2 separate regions of the Sus scrofa genome follow, and region 1 is linked to region 2. The links are chromatin contacts, called in public Hi-C maps. All regions are on one chromosome and are shown on one strand. Each heading gives the region's core, a stretch centred on a gene start, on an enhancer-like site or on the middle of the called end of the contact. The rest is flanking DNA. Distances are from core to core; before and after follow the strand shown. Region 1 overlaps IGFBP2 (insulin like growth factor binding protein 2). Region 2 has its middle 52 kb from the start of IGFBP2.

Region 1 (7,347 bases), core at 1,644-4,143, 84 kb after region 2:
AGGGTAGATTGCAAAGCCAGGGGATGGGGTACAGGCTCTGCTGATCCCGCGGTGGGGGGGGTCTCACTTCCCCACGTCCTACACGGCCCAGGCATCTTGCCCCTCGAAATATCAGTCTAACATTAAAAGCTATTGGTTCATGTGCCTGCCCTCTAAATGGCAGCCAGCTACTGCATTTGGAGCACAAAAGAAGAAATAGCCATCTCTTCTATAGAAAACCAGCCTGCACACTGAGCCTTGTGGAGAACTGCAGGGATTTGCAAGAGGAGCTGGGTTTTGGGGAAGAGCAGGGACCTGGGAGGGGAGTGCCTGCATTGGCATCGCAGCGATGGCTCTTACTAGCTCTGTGATGTGGGACGAGTTACTGAACCCATCTGTGTTTCCTTCTGATGGTCTGTCAAGGGGTAAAGTAATGGTACCTAATTCACAAGGCGGTTGTGAGGATTAAATGAATACATACGTTAGACAGGAACTGTAAGCAAGCCATGTGTAGATAGCTTACACCATGCCTGGCACATGGTAGGATGTGTGCTAGAGCTGATTTTTTAAAAAACATTTTTCTTTTCTTTTTCTTTTTAGGGCGTACCTGTGGCATATGGAAGTTCCCAGGCTAGGGGTCGAATCAGAGCTGCAGCTGCCCCCCTGCGCCACAGCCACAGCCATGTAAGATCTGAGCTGCATCTGTGACCTACACCACAGCTCACAGCCACACTGGATCCTGAACCCCCTGAGTGAGGCCAGGGATTGAACCTGCATCCTCACGGATACTCGTCAGGGTCTTAACCCATTGAGCCTCAGCAGGAACTCCAGTGCTAGCGATGATTTTACTATCATTTGGGTATATTGCCTCACACTAGGGCTGACCTCCAGTACACTGGTCCCCCACTGGATGGGACCTCCCTGCAGGTGGGGGCTATGTCTTTCCTCCTTGGGGCATCCCCAGCAGCCACGCCACTAACCAGAGCATGGTCCTGGGCCAGCAGCACCAGCATCTCGCTGGAGCTCCTTAGCCCTGCAGAACCGCAAGCACACCCAGACCTGCCGAAGGGCATCTGCATTTCAGTGCGGCCTCCTCCACCTCCACTTCTCTCTCCTCAGTGCAAGATGTCTCTGAATGGGCAGCGTGGGGAGTGCTGGTGCGTGAACCCCAACACCGGGAAGCTGATCCAGGGGGCCCCCACCATCCGGGGGGACCCCGAGTGTCATCTCTTCTACAACGAGCAGCAGGGGGCTCGCGGGGCACACACCCAGCGGATGCAGTAAACCACAGCCAGCCGGTGCCTGGCACCCCCCCACCCCCACCCCTCTTCAAACGCAGGCAGAGCGGGGAGAGTGCTTGCGTGGTGGGTGGGGGAGGATTTTCCAGGAGTTCTGACATGCGTATTTATATTTGGAAAGAGACCAGCACCGAGCTTGGCACCCGTCCCCCCCTCCTTCCCCCCTCCCCAGCTGGAGATGCCCAGCTGGAGATGCCCGCACCCTCCCTCCTGGAATCCCTGCTGGGGAGGGAGGGGGCTGCAGTGGCGGAGCTGGGGTAGAGGTTTGGGAGAGGGGGAAAAAAGAAATTTTTATTTTTGAACCCCTGTGTCTCTTTTGCTTAAGATTAAAGGAAGGACAAATAAAGTGTGTGTCTTTTGGCTGAATCTTTTGGGGTCCCCCTGGGAAGGAGATCCCGAGGTTCAGGGCTCACCAGCCTCGTTTTCTTCAGCTTTCCCCGGACCCTGGGGGAAATGGGAGAGGCAAGAATGGGTTGTCCACTCAACAGGAATGAAATGGGTGGGGCAGGGGGAAGGGCTTATGGAAACGGTAGTATTTCAATTCCAGAGTAGTATTTCAATTCATGAATAGACTGGAATTTGCTTATCCATTCAACAACTGATAGGCACTTTCGATGTTTCCAGTTTGGGACTATTAAAAATAAATCCACAAAAAAAAAAAAAAAAAAAAAAAAGAGAACAAAGGAACTCCAAGTCCTAAACCCAGGAGGAAACTTCTAGCACAACCCCAGGAATCTGGGGACTCCCAGCTAGGGCTCTGGCCAGTCCTGCCCCTGGGTGGGCCTTGGGGAAGCAGGGGTGGGGCTGGTATTTCTTCCTTTTTCAATTCCCATGACACTGCTGCAAGAGGAAGGGAACCCAGAAACAGTGAAATTGGGGTCCTCTGGCCCCTGAAACCATGGAGTGCTCCCTCTCCAGTTGTGTGGGAGGAGACCTTCACTCAGCCCCCCAGAAAAGGGAGTGGGGCTGTTGGGGGCCAGTGTATTCACAACAGTGTGACCTCTGAGAATCCAGGCCTGCTTGCTGAGGGGCCCGAGGAGCTGTCCAAGACTCGGGGGCACAGAAGTGGGTCCTATGTCTGAAGCCAAATCCTGTGTGAGAGCTCTGCTGCTTGGTTCTGTTGGCCCCTCCAGTCCTGGCAAATTCCAGGGGGCTCCCCCCTTGGCAGGGGACCATGAGGGAAGGAGCGCTCCCCCTTGTCTGTGGAGCCTGATCCTTCCCATCCTGGAGGAGGGGACCAGAGGCAGCTTTGCTTGGTTCCCCTCCCTCCTGACCTTCCATCTAGCAACTCAGGAGAGGCAGAGGGACACCTGGGGCCCATCCCAGGGGTGGGATGAGCTTCATTCCTCCTTGGAGAAGAAAAACAAGTCCCCTAAAGCAGACAGACTCCCCCCTTCCCCGCCCCCAGCCAGAGCAGCTAGGCTGCACCATCACCTGGTGTCTGGCCACCCCTGAAGCACTTTATTCATTAATCGTTGTGAACCCACAAATGAGGCACTAGTATTAGCTCTATTTCATGGATGAGGAAAAGGCCCCCCCAAGTGCCCTGACCTCCACCACCCAGGGCTGGGACCCCAAACTCCAGAGCCTTGATGCTGCTCAGCCCTGAGTTATACTGCCCCCTGTGGGCAAAAGCTGGAGGATGCTCAGAGAGAGCCTGGAGGGCTTTGGGCACTGGCTGGATCTGTGCCCTGTGGGTCAGCAGTCCCTTTGTGGATTTCCTTTCGTCCACTGGTGGGTGCTCCCGCCACTGTCCCCTCAGCTGTAGCTGGCAGCCGATGGCTGCTGTCCTGGGTGGGGCAGACATGCTGGCTCTTCCAGCAAAGGCAGCGATTTTTCAACCTGGCTGACATTTATATCAACTGGGGCACTGAAAGAAATACTCCTGCTGCTGCCCACCATCAGAAATTCTGACCTGGGAGTTCCTGTCGTGGCTCAGTGGTTAATGAACCCGATTAGTATGCATGAGGATTCAGGTTCGATCCCTGGCCTCGCTCAGTAGGTTAAGGATCCGGCATTGTCGTGAGCTGTAGTGTAGGCTACAGATGCGGCTCGGATCCCGTGTTGCTGTGGCTGTGGTGTAGGTCAGCAGCTGTAGCTCTGATTCAGCACCTAGACTGGGAACTTCCGTATGCCGCAGGTGCGGCCCTAAAAAAGGCAAAAAAAAAAGAGAGAGAGAGAGAGAGAAAGAAAAAGAAATTCTGACCTGAGGGTTCTGGAGCAGAGCACAGGCAAGTCGTTCTACGTATGTATGTATTTATTTAGGTTCCAACGCAGAGCCAGGGAGGAGGCAAGGAGCATGCTGGACACCTGGGTTTGAATCCTATCCCACCAACTTATGATTCCACTGCCCTGGAGCTATGTTACTCACCTTCTCTGAGCTTCAGTTTTCCTCATCTGTTAAATGGGATGGTTTCAGCCTCAGTAGGGTTGATATTTGCTATGACCCAGCTGATAACAGGGTGGTATCAGTGTAAGACAATGGATGTGAATGTGCTTTGAGAACTATAGGAATGTATAAGGTGAATGTTTATCATGGGGCCATTGCTGGGATCAGCCTATGCCAGCCCCCACGCCCCAAAGTTGCCAACACACATGGGTCCTTTCTGTATTATATTTCCAGCGTACTCTTGAGGATGCCTCAATCTCCCTGCCATTTCCATTATTACCATGTTACCTCCTTGTACCCTAAACCCAAGGATTTTGCAAGTATGTGAGCAGCCCTTCGGCTGTGGCTCCAAGAGACAGGAACCACACTGACCGACGCATAGTATGACCTAGAAACTTTTTCTGAGGTCAATTGCTAATTGCACTTATATGGGAAGATGGTCGGGCAGGATCTCTACAATATCAAGCCAATAGTTTACCTTCTGGAACTCACTTCCTCTTTAAATGTTAGAGGGACAGTTGACAAACACTGGTGCTATACTGCCACCGTGTGGTAACACAGGAAACTGCAAGAGTCATTTGTTTAAGTGGTGGTCCCAAGAGTCCGGAATGAGTCAATTACGGATGTTTGTTGAATTTTAGAACCACAGGACCGATCCTAGACTGCCTGTTTTTACACCCTCTGAATCTGGAGAATCACCATTGTAGTGACTGCATCTTTCAGATGTGTGTGGAATACTAGCTACATAAGACGGGGTGGTTGAAAGCAAGCGCTTGGAAGTAAGGCAGTCTTGGAAGAGAATTCGGACTCTACTACTTACAACTTATGTGACTTTGGACACTTTTCTAACTCTGAACCTCATTCGTTTCATCTTTAAATACTGAGATGTTTTCTCTCTCCAAGAATGGCTTTGAGACTAGAAAACCATTTCTGTCATATAATAAATGCTCCCTGCATGCAATGAGTACTGTGTCCTAAGCTCAGTGTTAGGGTTTAAGGACATGGAGATGAAAAAGATGAAAAAGCCCTGTCCTGAAAGGGCTGATATTCTAGTGGAGGGAACCAGGCACTTGATGACTGTGGGTGTGGTGGAGGTGTGCCCAACGCAATTAGGAGGGACATCTGTGTTTCAGAGGGGTGCAAAGGCAGAGTTGTGAGGAGGGAGTAGGAATTTGGGGGAAAGGAGTGGTATGTGTGTGAGTGTGTGCATGTGTGTGTGGTGGCGCTCAGGCAGAGGAACCAGCATGAGCTATACAGTGAACAGGGAGAGCTTCCCATGTTTGAGGCTACCTGTGGTGGTGGGAGATGCAGGCGGAAGGGCCCACCAGGAAGGACCTTGGTGTCTTGCTGAAAGATTTCAATTTTGGACCCAAAGCTCTCAAGAGTCAAGGAAGGGATTTAGGCAGAGGGTGGGCAGGACTGAGTCTGTGTTTTTGAAAGTGAACTCTGACTGTGACGTCTCACTTGGAGGACATGGGAGGGGGTAGAACATCCCAGCAGGAGGAAATGGCAGTGATCCAGGTGAGAAGTGAGCATGGCCTGAACCAGGTAAGGAAGATGGAGAGAAGGGACAGATGGGAGAGCTGTCAATGAGGTGGCTGGTTCCTGTCATTGGGGACTTATTAGATGTTGGGGTACAGGAGGGTCTGGTGTGGGCAGCTGGGCAGATGATGCTGCCATTCTCTGAGACAGCAAACAGTGGAGGGAGGTGGGGGAGGAGAAGGAGAGGGGGTGTGAAGGGGGGTCGTTTAGGAGGGAAGATGATGAGTTCAAATCTTGTTCTTGGTTTTGAACTTGTGGTTTGGGATAGAAGATAGAACAAGACAGGCAAAGTACCTGAGTTTAGTCTGGACAGGTTGAACTTGAGTTGCTGGGAGGTGGGAGTGGTGGGGTGGACTTTGGATAGAGGAGATATCCTTGACTCTCCCTCATCCTCATCCAGACGTCTATCCCATGAACAAGTTCCATGGGCTCTAAATACAAGATACTTTCCTATCCATCCCTCTTTCTCCCTCTCCTCTGTTGGCTCTACAGCAGGAGAGGGGGGCAGGGGATGGAGGAGATGGAGGAGCATCGGCAGGGGAGAGTGAAGGAAGGGGGCCACCCCTGGGAAGCAGAGGAAGACTGACTGGGGGATGGGTGCGGGGGAGAACATGGCAATAGCTTTGTGTCTGACTCTGGAGGGATGGCGATGAGAAGATGCACGTTCTCCTTGGTGGGTCTTGGCTTTCTCTGCAAGAAGACGGTGTGTAGAGAAGCACAACAGGGTGTTGTAGACAAGAGGGGAATGAAGAGCTTCCCCAGGTGGGATTTGAAGTTGGGAACTCTGTGGTGGTGTCAGTCCGCACGATGAGGGGACTTTCTCCAGCAGGGCTCAGGGGCCCATGCAGGAGTGACAAGGGGAGGTCTATTCAGGGCCAAGGGGCTTCAGGCCAGGCAAGACCCAGACAGCAGAAGGAGCCGTGGGCTCTGGGCTCCCCAGGGAAGGAAGTGGAGCCAGGGAGGGGAGACGAGTCCAAAAACAGAATGGAGAGGATAGAAGGCCATCGTTCTCCACAAGGTAAATATCACAGTGCCCTCGCCCCATTTCTCTCACTGTGACAGCCGATTGCAATTGGAAGGGGACGGGGAAATCTTTGGATTTTCCATGTGTAACCCTTTAGGGTACCCAGGCTCAGAGAGTGGCTTCAGCGGATGCAGGTGAGACTGTGGAGGGGAGAGTGTTTCTCAGAGTGTGGCCTCGGACCAGCCCCCAATCCCAGGTCCCAGACCAGTCCTCCTGGAACACAAGGCCCCCAGGTGAATGTGTGGTCACTAAAGAGCTGGGTGTCCTGGATGATGAATGGTGCAGGGAGGGGTGGGACAAAGGCCAGATCCTAAACGACTTGGGTAGGTGAACGGGAGGTTGGTAGGTGAAGGCTATAGGGGTCGGGGGCATGGCGGAGTGGGCCCAGGGCTGGGATGATGGGCAGAAGGGTCGGTCTCCAGCTACCCCCAGGCAGGACATGGCTGACAGTAGGGTGAGCAGCTGCCAATGGAGGGGCCAGGACAAGTCCCAGGGCGGGTGAGGCTGTGTGGCCTGATATAGACTCGTATGGCTTTCCTGCACGTTGCTTTTTTGGTTTCCCCTACTCATCAGCCTCCCTGCAGGGGAAAGCCCAGGAGTGGGGGAAGGCCGGTCCCTCGCTGCGCCTCCCAGCACAGCTGTCACCCCTTCCATCTCTGCCATCACTGCTGGGCGCTGGCTGCACAGCTGCACGTCTGCCAGGCTGCACACGGGCTGAGTGGCCTCACCAAGAGAGCTTCAATGATGCTTCAGAAGGACTTGTGCCCGATGACAGGCCAGCTCCTCGCCTGGCAGGGATGCTTCCAATTACTCTGCTTGCCACGTGACTGGGACATGGCAGGGCCCTGGGATTCAGGCTGGGCAGAGTGGAGATGTGCCCCCCCGCCGCCCCCCCACCACAGATGGAGGCCCCAGTTGGGGGGCAGTACCGGGGGAGGGGATGCATGAAGGGCAATGCCCAGCTGTGGGCTTGCAGATGAAGAGGGACATGGAGACAGAAAGAAGAGCCTGAAAGGAGAAGCGGCCGGAGGGAGGAAGGGCAGATGGCAGGACTGTGTAGGAACTGTGCTCTTTAAGCCACTGGAGGGTTGAAATCAGAGTCACTAGCCATTCCA
Region 2 (6,663 bases), core at 616-3,115:
CCGAAGGTGGGGCCCTAAAAAGCTCCAAAAAAGACATGGAGGTGTGAAAGGAAAATCAAAATGGAATCTGTATTGCTGAGAGAGTTCTCCAAAATGGGGCCAATGGGGCGAGGAGGCCAGTAAGGAATCGTGACTTATGCATGTCTCAGCCTGGGTGGAATCTGACATCTTGACCTGATGAAGTCGTCCGAAACACCTGCCAAAAACTCAAGATACGTATCAGACAGTCTAAAAAAAGCTTGTGATCATCTATTCATCAGACCCCCACCCTAAAACAACGCATGAATCCTTAAAGGACAAACATTTTCTGACGCATCAGAGTCAATCAAAGTTCTTACCAGGCAATTTTTAAAGTCCTCATGGCTTTTTGTCTTTACAAGTCCTTGACTCTTTCTCTTCCCTGGAACACTCTTTTGTAGTTACCTGAATCCGTGTCTCCTGAATTGCAATTCTTAAGACCCTTCAATAAACTATTTTCTTATTTGCAGGCTCTTGCATCATCATTATTATTGCTTTTCATTGAAAAACAGGAGAAACAAATGCATATTACTCTGTGAAAGAAGATGATCTGAAAGAGCTACACATTGTATGATTCCAAATATGTGACTTCTGGGAGAAGTGAAATTACAGAGTCAGGAAAGAGATCAGTAGTTGCCAGAAGTTTGAGGGTAGGGAGAAAAGAGGGATCAATCAGTGTAGCACAGGGGATTTTTAGGGAAGTAAAACTACTTTGTATGATACTGTAATGATGGATATATGATACTATGCATTTGTCAAAACTCTTAGAGTGTACAAGCCCAAGAGTGAACTCCAATGTAAACTTTGGACTTTAGTGAATAATAATGTGTCAATATTGGTTCATCAATTATAACAAATGTCCCACACTAATCCAAGAGTAGAGAGGGGGTAGATGGGTGCTCTTTGGACTTACTGCTCCCTTTTTTCTTTAAAAAATTAATATTTATTAATTTAAAAAATAAGAATAAAGGAACTTTGGTAGCATGCTATATTGACTTCTGGGACAAGGGCTAAGAAGCTAGAGGGTGGAGAAATTGGTGAGCCCTCTAGAAAGGCCTCAGGGTGACCAATGAGTCTCTTTGCTTTGGCTTGGGTCCCTTTCTCTGTCAACAGGGAGTGGAGTCATCAAGGACCCAATCCTGTGTCAGTTTCTTCATTGGGCATTGCCCGGACTTCAGGTGGACTTTGTCAGAGCTGGCATTCCGGTGCCTTGGCCAATGCATTCCCAACCCCTACTCACTGCCCTACCTTCAGCTTGCCCCTCTTTTCAGAACTTAGGAGCTGGTGACATTTATTCTTGGACAACAAATAATTGTCACTGTTATCAGAAAAGAGATTTTAGTACCATCTCCGCCATTCACTGAGTGACCTTGTCAAGTTGCTTTAGCTCTCTGGGACTCAGCTGACTTGTACATAAAAGGAATATGGTGGAGGGAGATAAGTTAGGATTTTTCCAAGAAAGCTACCCAGTATGTAAAAAGATGTGAATGGGGGGCTGTTCTGGTTGAAGTTAGGGAAAGATAAGAGGGGGATAACATAGGATCCCAAACAGTCACTCACTTGTCCTCTTGTCCCACTGGTGCCCTTGAAGCTCCAGAAGTTCCAGAACATGGAGCACAATTCAGAAAACCCTATCTGGCTACCTCTCTCATTTTATACATAGAAGGGCAAGGGACTAGTTCAAGGTCATACAAGAAGTTAGTGGTCATTGTGGAATTATGACCCAAGTCCCCTGACCTCTAGTTCAGTGATCTTTCCCTTCACCTTTTTGTCCCCATCCTGTTGCGGCCACATCTTGTTTATTGAGTGGGAAACACCCTGCTAGCCCAAACATGAGCTCTGCCCTCTGGAAATGGAAACAGCAGCCCACACACAAATCATTGCCACTGCCCGTGCAATGGCACCACATGGAGTGGCAGCAACACGACCCTGACTCAGGTTATTTGTGCGTCAACTAAGGGTGAGATCCCTGAGTTCTCTCGAGCCTCTGAAGAAAATTTGTCTGGGATCTGGAAGAGCCATCAGTCAAGTCCTAAGCAATGTTAGCATTTGTCCTCTGTACCAGCGTTATGCACAGTCTTGTATTCTTACAGCCTGGTTCTCTCATGAGTATTAGTCTTATCTCTTGAACCTCTGCTCCATAATTAGAACTTCCCCCATGCCTCTTGTGCTCTGTTCTGTACACAGCTGGTACTAGGTTAATAGCCCTTAGTCAATCACGCTCTTCTCAAGGCCATTGGAGCAATTTCTGCTCACAAAATGGGAAAGGGAGAACTTCATGTCTGAAGGGAGTTCCAGAGGCAGGCATGCTTTTGAACCTATCGGAAAGGACAGGGCACCACTTTACCCAGCGTGGCGTAAGTGAGAAGGAACAAAGCAGGCAGCCAATGAGAGCGTTCTACAAATAGCAGCTACCAGGTTGGAGCACATACTGTGCAGTAGGCACTGTGCTAAACCCTGCAGATGCATGATTTCCAGAAGTGCTAAAAATAACCCTGGATGGACTTCTTCCTCCCTCATTGTACAGAAGAGGGGGCTGAGGCTCAAAGAAGGGAGGTAACTCAGATGAAGCTTCACAACCATCACTAGAATCCAGGTCTAGCTGACCCCCAAAGCCTTTGTTCATAACCTCCCTATCAAGATGGGTCTTGAAGGATCTTATGAGTAGCAAAAAGAGCTTGTGTATCATATTTTTGAATAGGTCCCCGCCTGGTCTTTTCCCTTTAACCCAACTTGCTGTCTCCCCCTCCTGGAGCCTCCCAAAGAATTTAGACAGGACACCAAATGAAACAACTAGAGAGTGTGGAGCCAGTGAGTTGAGTTTATAAATAGACATGTTAATATGGCCCAGAGACCTCTGGAAACAGGGGAAGGAGTGGGGGCTGAGACATTAACACAGCCAGAGGTGGGGTAAGGAATACAGAAAATCTGCAAAGTTTTCCCAAAGGTCTTTAAATCGGAACATTGTGATCCTTCTGAGCCATCCCTCGGAGGCGGACATGATGAATAGAACTTTTCCCAAGTCCAGTGGGGCTCTGAGAGCGTAGCACGTGCCTCCTCAGGGACCTCAGAGTCAGGCCGACCTGGGTTGCTGTCCCAGATCCAGATCCTTCACTTAATAGCTGAGGGACTTGGGGCAAGTTACTTAAGGCTTTAAATTACACTTGGCCATCTATATCTTGGGAATACTAATAATACCTACCCCAGAGGGTTGTAAAGATTAAATGAGATTCTTGCTGAGTGCTTCACACAGTGTCTGGCATATTGCAAGCATTCAATAAAGAGCTATTATTATTGTGTTGTTTATTCATATTCTCCAAGTTCAACTTCTCATCAAGTTCAGTTTAGTTCTTTCGATCGCCAAAGTGACTAAACCTTCAGTTCAGTCACCCCCTGTGGGGGCCAAGCCAATCCTTGGGCTCAGATGCCAATGCATCAATTAGCTCTTGCTCTTGGATTCACACTCTCTTTGCAGTGTTTGCAGATCTGGAGGCCTCCCTGAAGCCCCCTGGTGGAAAGAGAATTGTGTAGGCTATTTTCCAGAAGAGATTTGAATGGTAGCTCGGAAGGGAAATTACCCAGACTGCAGAATCTTCAATCTTCAAAAGGATTGAAGCTCCCAGAATATCCAATACCATAAAATCAGATCTAACGTTCTTATTAGCCTTCCCACAACAATAGACTCAAACGATCTGAGTTAGACACTTCAGTGGGAACTTAGAAGTCATCTGGTCCAACCTCTTCATGTTACAGATGAAAATACTGAGTCCTGGAGAGAGAGGGGGACTTTGAATAGAATCACAGATCACTAAAACAGCAAGGCAATAAACAGCTCCACAAAGTGTTAGGGATAAGACTAAGTTATGCGTTTCTTTGGATCTGGTGACCTCTGGATACTCCCATGACCCCATACTTGGGGTGTTCTGATGGCAGTTCAGAAAGGCTCTGGGCTCTCAGGGTCTTCCCATCTCTGTCTCCCTTGCTGGATCCTTCTCTCTTGCATGCATGGCTGTATCGCTGATTCTGGCACAGACTCATTGTCAGAATAAAGCCGACTACTTTTTGGGCTCAGTGTTGCTGGAAAAGTTAAGTAGCAGCTTCTCCAGTTAAAAGCAAGGGAGCTTTCCTCCTAGGACCATTCTCACAATTCTGTCAGAGGTTGGTGATAGGGAGATGCTGAAAATATAAAATCAGTGAGAATCAGGAGAGAGGACCCAGGGACCCACACTGGATGGGGATAGGTCTGTGAGGAAGGGGGGAGAGAGGCAAGGAACACATCTGCATTGTCCTCTGTGGTACGTACAGCAATCACATGTGATGCTCAGTAAATACACACTTAATGAATGAACTGATGGAGGGAAACAGATATGTAAATTATTAGATCATTTGGAGACCCACACCTGGAGAGGTAATCTGGTCAAAGTGTCATGTGGGCATGGGTAGGAAAGAGGAGTCTCCAAGGTGGACCAGGCCCTGTGCTTGGCCCTTCCCTCTGTCATATCACAGACCCATCCTTACCACTCTAGGACACAGGCACGGCCCATTTCACAAGCAGGAATTCTGAGACTCAGCAACTTTCACGTCTGGACAGAGGCAAAGCAAGCTTTCTTGGAAAGAGTACAAACCACGCTCTTCTTCTCTGGATGCCTCATGGGATGATTATTCTCATTTCCCCCCACCTCCCCTGGACCCACCATCTGCCCCCTCTGTTCTGCTTCGTGCCTTGGGATGCTGCCCTCCATAGATGACAGCACCCAGACTCCATTGCCTTGGCCTTCTGTTTGGATTGTCCAGTAGGATGGTCTGGTCGGAGATCCCAAAGCAGGAAGAGAGGGAGAAGATGGAGCATTTATTTCCCTGTTCCCTTTCTGCCTTATAACCCTTCATGGCTGTAGCTCTTGTTGGCCAGGCCCTCTTCCCTCCCTCTAGCTCTGCTGAGGCTCTGGTAACAGCGTTCTCTCCCTTGACCCAAATAGTGTGCCATTGCTTCCTCACTGTTGCTGAGCCCTGGGTGCCTCTCCATCTCCTTCATGGCTCCCTAAAGAGGAAGCCGTATCTCCTGTAAATACTTCTTTTATTCAACTCCCTTCAGTTAAACTCTTTTGAATGACATGCCCTTCTCCTTCTCTGTGCCTTCATTCAATCCGCTTCCTAAACACGCAACAGAGTCTCCTCCCTTTCCTCCAATCTGGAGCTTCGGAAGCTTCCATATCATTCCCCCCACCCCCACTCTGGCCTCCAAGAAATCTTCCCCATTATTCACATGCATCATAGTGCTGTCATTCCCATAGCTCGGCTGACTTCTGGGTAGAAGGCTTCTGCTCTGTTGTCCTTGGGATTCCATGATTGATTGTCTTCTCAATTTGCTCACCTTGGCAGAAAAGTAAGCTCTTTGAGGGTAGGGAACACTTTAGCAATTGGAATCCTAAAATCACAAATATATTTTGCTAGAAGGAAACTTGGAGATCATCTCATCTCTCCCCTTTATTCGACCGATGGGGAGGTGGAGTCTCAGACAGGGAAAGGGTCATATTCATGGTCCCCAGTTACATAGACAGGGCCAGCTCCAGAGCCCAGTCTTCTGAGGACTTGGGCCACGCTGTGTTGCTACCCTGGGCACTCCTTAGGCCCTCAGTATGCTGATGACCCAGCCCTCAATTTTTGTCTCTAGCCCAGTGTTCCCTCCAGAACTCATGACTTGTAAATCCCACTTCCAACTCAACATCTCCAACTGGATATGTAACCGACAACTCAACATGTTCAAAACACCTTGGAGAAGACTGGATGTGTGTGCATGGTGTCAGGGGGTAGGGAGCAAGCACTCATCACAAATGAGCTTTCTATTAGCTAGACATACTGTTCTAGCTCACACATGTGGTGCTAATAGACTACATTGGGCAAAAAAATGTTGCTGTGTTTCTACAGCACTCTTTTTTTTTCCCCCTCTGATTTTATTTATTTTATTTATTTATTTTTTGCTTTTTAGGGCTGCACTTGTTGTGTATGGAAGTTCCCAGGCCAGGGCCAGCCTACACCACAGCCATGGTGACACTGGATCCTTAATCCACTGAGCGAGACCAGGGATCAAACCTGCATCCTCATGGATACTAGTCAGGTTCGTTTCCACTGAGCCACAATGGAAGCTCCCTCCCCTCTGATTTTAAATTTGACTTTTATCCTTTTGGTATTGCCTATGTGAAAGAATTACAAAATGCATCCCTAAGTGGGAGAAACATAGAATGGATTAGAGACCAAATACCAGTGATCTTCACTGATGCTAAGCTTCTCCCTCCAGCAAAGATAATCAACAAATTCAACTTCTTCCTAGGACTGCACCAAGTCAGGGAAAATAAAACAAAAAATAATCCTATGGTAAGGGGATTGGGTAAGCCCTCCATTTTGCTATGGCAAGAAAATATACATCTACTGCCTTGAGTAGCCATTCCAACTTGTTCAGATGACGATTCAATAGGGAAGGCACTGCAATATTCAGTCCTTTCAAGTATCTTTGAAATTGGAGATTGTTTCTCATAAGGTAATCTCTCCTTCTCCGATTTCTGCAGTTGAGTTCTATTATGTGCTATGAAGAAAAAGAAATATAATCCTGGAGTTCCCACTGTGGCACAGTGGGTTAAGGATTGAACC

Evidence for each region. A called contact is a pair of places that touch in the nucleus more often than the background predicts.
Region 1: a Hi-C map of liver shows a contact between it and region 2, with 19 times the contacts expected there. The contact joins two enhancer-like sites. A contact is called at or near these places in 5 of 47 Hi-C or Micro-C datasets (embryonic fibroblasts, liver and skeletal muscle).

Annotation. Positions count from the first base shown.
Region 1 is chr15:118,849,363-118,856,709 of Sscrofa11.1, forward strand. It overlaps IGFBP2 (insulin like growth factor binding protein 2), which reads left to right. Exons shown (of 4, transcript NM_214003.1): 4 at 1,099-1,623. The coding sequence ends at 1,263. Among named protein-coding and RNA genes, the nearest start is that of IGFBP5, 25 kb to the right of the region's middle. Within about 2 kb of position 2,894, at least 11 of the 83 cell types and tissues checked have an H3K27ac peak or open chromatin away from gene starts, as enhancers often do. A contact at or near this core is called in liver, where this site is marked.
Region 2 is chr15:118,766,471-118,773,133 of Sscrofa11.1, forward strand. No RefSeq gene overlaps it. Among named protein-coding and RNA genes, the nearest start is that of IGFBP2, 52 kb to the right of the region's middle. Within about 2 kb of position 1,866, at least 3 of the 83 cell types and tissues checked have an H3K27ac peak or open chromatin away from gene starts, as enhancers often do. A contact at or near this core is called in liver, where this site is marked.